2 separate regions of the Gossypium hirsutum genome follow, and region 1 is linked to region 2. The links are chromatin contacts, called in public Hi-C maps. All regions are on one chromosome and are shown on one strand. The core of a region is the stretch at or near the end of the contact, and the rest is flanking DNA. Distances in the headings are between cores, read along the strand shown.

Region 1 (2,700 bases), core at 36-2,535, 110 kb before region 2:
TGATAACGTAGAGCCTCACATATTTTCTCAAAACAAAAGCTAAATGTAATTAAGCAAGTACAAGCATTGCATGTTTCTATTGCTAGGAAGTGAGTGCATTCAACCATTCCTTAATTTTTGGTAAACCCAATACCCAAGGTCATATTGACACCGAGGTCGATGTAACATGGGAAAATCTAGAAATTCAAATGCAGATAGAAAGTGTGAGTGTATGGTACTAAATAATATACTCACAGAGGTTTCATCAACCAAGATTGAAGGCAATTTCTTCTCAGTAGCATTTACTACCCCATTAGCAGCTGTAATTTAAAACCATTTATTAGCATAAAAATCAAAACCATCAGTAACTTTTTTACTACTTCTAAAATTCCAAAACCCTTTTTTAAAAAGAAAACAACGAAACCTTTGATTCCAAGAGATCTTTGACCCGATCCTACTGCTGTCAAGGCGTGCTCGATCTGAACTAGCTTTCCTGAAGGACTGTTCAAGAACACAACAAAAAAAGAACTTTTGTTCTAAAAAAATTATGAAATATAGTACATTAACAAAGCTATAAAGCGATGAAAACATTATAGAAAAGAAATATTCCAGATTTGAGCGCAAGCAAAACCAAAAGAAAAACAAAATCAAAATCAAAATCGATTTTACAAAAAAGAAAAGAAAAGAAAAACAGGGAAAAAAATTTGGAAGAAGAAGTAGAAATCTGGAGAAAAGAAAATAGAGAAAAGAAAAGAAATGTGAGAAGAAAAGAAACGTACCGTACCAGAAGAAGAAGTAGAAATCTGGAAGGGAAAAAATTGGAAAACGTCGGGAGAGGATGAGGGCAGAAAAAGGAAAATAAAATTGGGAATTGATGGGGAATCTCTATTCCCCGCTTCAAACTCAGAATGGCTATTACAGCCAATATCAGTAATAGACACGGAAGGGAATAGGGCTGTAATAGAATTACACCCAAGCAAACGTCTGTTTGGTGGTGGGCCCAGGGAATAGGGGGAATGCATTCCTATTCCCCAACCAAACATGCTCTAAGTATTTAGCCCTTTTCCTAATTACATTTGAATTTTGACTTCCTTTTCTTAACCAAACAAAATTTTTGTAGTCTTTTCCCTTTTCCTTCTCCTTTTCTTTTTCATCTTTCTCTTTTTATAATATTTTCTCTCCATTGTTGAAATTATTTTTGCTTCCTGCATCACAATCAATTCTCGACTAAATCATTTTCCCTACCAATTGTCGATTACACCATTGATAGCATCTGATTCTTTTCATCTAAGTTTGGGAAGTACATCTCAATCCCGATGTTTAAACTCTATTTTTTGTAAAACTCTTATCCACATTAAACTTATAATCTGATTACACAATCTTTCTCGTTTTTTTCAAATCTTTCGATAATTTTGATGAATCTAGAAACCAATCAGTAACTCGAGTATAAATGTTGTTTGAAGGACCTATGTCAGGTGCATCGATCATATTTGAATGTGAGGGATTTTGTTCGGGCTTCCGGTGGAAGGTGTGTGTTCTTTTACAAGCGAGTCAGGGCAAACTGTGCCTAGGATTAGGGCCACACGGGTGGACCACATGGCCCCTCACATAGCCATATGCCTTTGGAATCCAAGGATAGTTTGAATCTCACACGGCCTGCCACATAGACGTGTCTCCCCTGTAGCTTAATTTTGTAATTTCCACAAGGACACAGTTTGTTACACGGCTGTGTGACCCCTGTTTCATAGTTCTAGCCAGAATTTTATGATTTTCTTAGTTTAGTCCCTGAATAGTCGTCGAACTGTTTTTAGAGTTTTATTTATCTCAATTGAAACCTAATAACATGAGTATTGGAATTCATTATTTGAATGTCTGAATTATTACTGTATATGCATGACTGATTTGTCGTAATTGGATGTAGCAGATTAAACTAGCTTTTGCATTTAAGGAGCTTGAATACAAGCATTTTATCATGTTTTAGTTGAGTTTTTAGAATTTCATTTACATTCAATAAAATGTGTAATTTGAGTCTTTTATTGACCTTAGGGGCCGAATGAGGCCTTAGGGTGAGCTAATATACTTTGTGAGTATGTAGGAGAAAATTAAAAGGCATACCAACTCAATATTGGGTGTTGTGTTGCAACACGGGGAGTTTGGTGTCTCAACATAGAGAGTAGAGAGCAACCATTCCAAGACTGCCTTCAGTGTCACGACACAACCAAGGGATGTCGTGACACACCCCTAAAGCTACCCTAAGTACGAGCATACTACCTTCAATGTTGCGACACAAGCACTAGGGTGTCACGGCATCGGTCCTATACGAGAAATACTTACGAGCTTGGGGCATTTTGGTCTACACAATAAAATATTAAACACGAGTGTCAGATGACCTAGGGTTGAGGATGACGACAAACCTAACTCTATAAATAAGCTTATTTAACACTTGTTATGGACAACTTTTCATACCTTATAATTTTTTTTTGTAATTTCAGTTTTTATTTTTTCCCTTTTCTTAGGCTCTAGGTTATTTTCAATTTTGCATTTTTTTGGGAGATTTGATTTGTGGAACTTGATAAACTTTTTGTGGAAGGTGTGTCTGTGCATGAACACTTAATAGTGTTTAAAGAAATTCTCTCAGATTTGAAGGCCATAGAGGTTCAGTTTATTATACTTTTTTTCGTTGCCCCTATTTTATTCAACCTTTAGAGACACGATTATATA
Region 2 (2,766 bases), core at 8-2,507:
CAAAGCATTGAGAGCGTCATTTCTTAGGTTTTGTTTCATTGTATTCCTTTTTTGGAATCATGTTCTGTTTGATTTTGTTATTCTTTTTTGGAGTTTTGTACTTTTCTTTGGTGCTTTGCACGTTTATTAATAAAATTTTATTTGTTAAGAAAAAAATTATTAGGAAAAAACAGAAAAGAGGGAAATATTAATGTGATCTGAACTTCAATAATAAAAATATTTCATGAATATAAACATAAAAGTCACTGCCTGCCAACATGAGTGAATTTAAGATTGAATACTCTTGAAAACATCAAAGAATGTCTAAAATAATGCGATGATGCATTGGTATAATTAAAGGGATTGTTTTTGCGTTGAGTTAATTCTTTATTTGTTTTAATTATAAAATAAAAGTTTGAATATTAAAATATAGTTTAAGTTAAGTTTTCTTAATTGAATCAATGGTTAAATTGGTCAATTTATTAGTTGTACAATTTGATTAAATAAATTATAGAAAAATTATAAAAAAATAAAAAATCGATTCAATAGATTTTTAGCCTATCAATTCGTGGACAAATCGATCTGATGTCTCTTTTCAGACCGGTATTTTGGCCAATTCGATCCGGTTCAAACAACCATGACTCTAAGTCTCTACAGTTCATACATTTGGAATTTAATCCTCCTACTTTTATTTTTAAGAATTTAATCCCTCTACTTTTTGAATTTTAAAATTCACTTTGTAATTATATAAAACCACGTAATAATTTAATTGAAAAGTTAACGATATTAAATATTTAAACTAATTAATGATATTATAAAAATAGAGAGAGCAACTTATGTTAGAAATTACAGTATAATGACTAAATCTCAAATTTGAGTATATCAAAGGGACTAAAAGTGAAAATTTTCCATTTTATAAAATGGAAATGGAAATAAAAATAGTATGGTGGGTGTGTGAGGGTAGTGCAACCTTACTTTTTTTTTTTTTTTGAAAGAATGACTGGGTATTTATAATGAATTAAAAAGAACAATCCAATCAGCCTAAATCAAAGGGCCCAAAGTCAAAGCAACAAACAGAGAAAGAAACAACATAAATTTTTTCCTAAACAGCCAGGAAAGAAAAACCCCCTAGAAAACGTCAATCAAAGCTAGATAATTAAAAGAAAACAAAAGCATTAAATGAAAATAAAATAAACCGAATGAAAACCTATCCCAGTCAAATTCAGAACAGCTAGATACCATCAAGGCTATTGAAGAGTCATTTCCAAGGTCCCATCTGCTCTGTCGATAGCTCTTCCCCACAGATTTAAACATCATTAAGCTATCTGTATTGGATACTGCTCCTTCACCCATTTCTTCAATCCGGATTTCTTTGCCAATCTTCATCCAAAGTTGAAATATGACGTTCCAGTTCTTCTCTTATCAGGTAAATGTTTTCTTCTTTCACAAGAGCTTTCTTTGCTAGACCATGTGCATGTGTGTTCTCTGATCTATCAATGTGTTGAAAAGTAAGATCTTGAAACTAAGATTTCTTGTTCTGAATATCTTTTATAATGGCACTGATCACCGATTTGTCTGTTGAAGTCACCTTGCTCTTCTTTATGACTGTTTTTGAGTTTCCCATGATTCTAACTGACTGAGATCCTAATGCAATCCCTAATTTCATGTCTTCCAAACATGCATATGCCTCTACTGCGAATGGTGAGGGAACATTTCTGTGGATAACCATTTTTAACACCAGTAGATTTCCCCTCATATCCCAACCTACTAATCCAGTCGCTGATTTGAAAGTTCTACTGTCCAGTGCTGCATCAAATTTGATCGATAATCTTGGTACGTTCTTCTGTATTCTGTGACTCCTGGAAATTCTCTCAGTTTTCTTCACAACATTAATTCCTTCATATTCTGCCATGTGTCGCTGAATATTCTGAGCTAACCCCCTTCCTGTTGAATTTTTCCCCTCGTGAATGAGTTTGTTTCTAAAGGACCATATCAACCATAATGCATAACAAAAAAGCCGACACAGGTTATAGTTGCTGTTCTTGAATACCCAGGTTAGCCACTCCCATATATTCTGACTCGTATTCTCCATAACCCATGATAAATTTAATGATTGCCACACTTCTCTTATGAAAGGACACTCTCGGAAAACATGAAGACTCTCTTCAACTCTAGAGTTACATTGTGGACAACAGGCAGTTGAAATGACCCTCCTTAATCTGAGATTTCCAAAATGAGGGATATAATCCCATGAAATCCTCCAAATTGTAATTGCAATTTTTGATGGCAATTGTTGGCCCCATAATTTTTTGTAAAATTTTTTTATTTCGGTCTGTAATAAGTAGTCATTGGCTGCAGAAGCATCTTGTAATAGTTTATAGGCACTACGTACTGAAAACTCACCAGATAGTTCTCCACTCCACACCTGAATATCCTCATGTTCGGTCTCTGCCAGGGGAATTTGTAGAATCTTCCGAGCAATATCTTCTTGAAAGGTACTATTAATTAAGTCTGACTTCCATTTTCTGCTTGAATTATCAATGAGGTCTGAAACTAATTGTAGTTCCCTTCTGTTTGTTCTATTTTGTTCATCCACCTTATCGATCCCCTGAATTGTCTTCCCAAATAGAAATGCTATTACCTTTACCAACTCTCCAACCCAACCCTCTTTGGAGGAGTCCTCTTGCTGCCCAGATGCTCTTCCAGGTAAATGAAGGTAAATTCCCCAACTCTGCATTTAAGAAACTTGAATGTGGGAAATATTTAGCTTTCAAAACTCTGGCTAAC

The links. Hi-C and Micro-C count contacts between places; a contact is called where the count stands out from the background.
Region 1: a contact with region 2 is called in a Hi-C map of leaf, with 2.3 times the contacts expected there. The contact joins the promoter of LOC107958691 here to the enhancer-like site in region 2. A contact is called at or near these places in 12 of 34 Hi-C or Micro-C datasets (anther, callus, hypocotyl and 2 more).

Annotation. Positions count from the first base shown.
Region 1 is chrD13:48,989,716-48,992,415 of Gossypium_hirsutum_v2.1, reverse strand. LOC107958691 (proteasome subunit alpha type-2) reads right to left here and starts at 1,285. Exons shown (of 7, transcript XM_016894530.2): 1 at 1,241-1,285; 2 at 759-934; 3 at 404-480; 4 at 235-299. The coding sequence starts at 1,285.
Region 2 is chrD13:48,882,267-48,885,032 of Gossypium_hirsutum_v2.1, reverse strand. No RefSeq gene overlaps it. Among protein-coding and RNA genes, the nearest start is that of LOC121225818, 46 kb to the right of the region's middle. Within about 2 kb of position 1,257, at least 7 of the 9 cell types and tissues checked have an H3K27ac peak or open chromatin away from gene starts, as enhancers often do. A contact at or near this core is called in leaf, where this site is marked.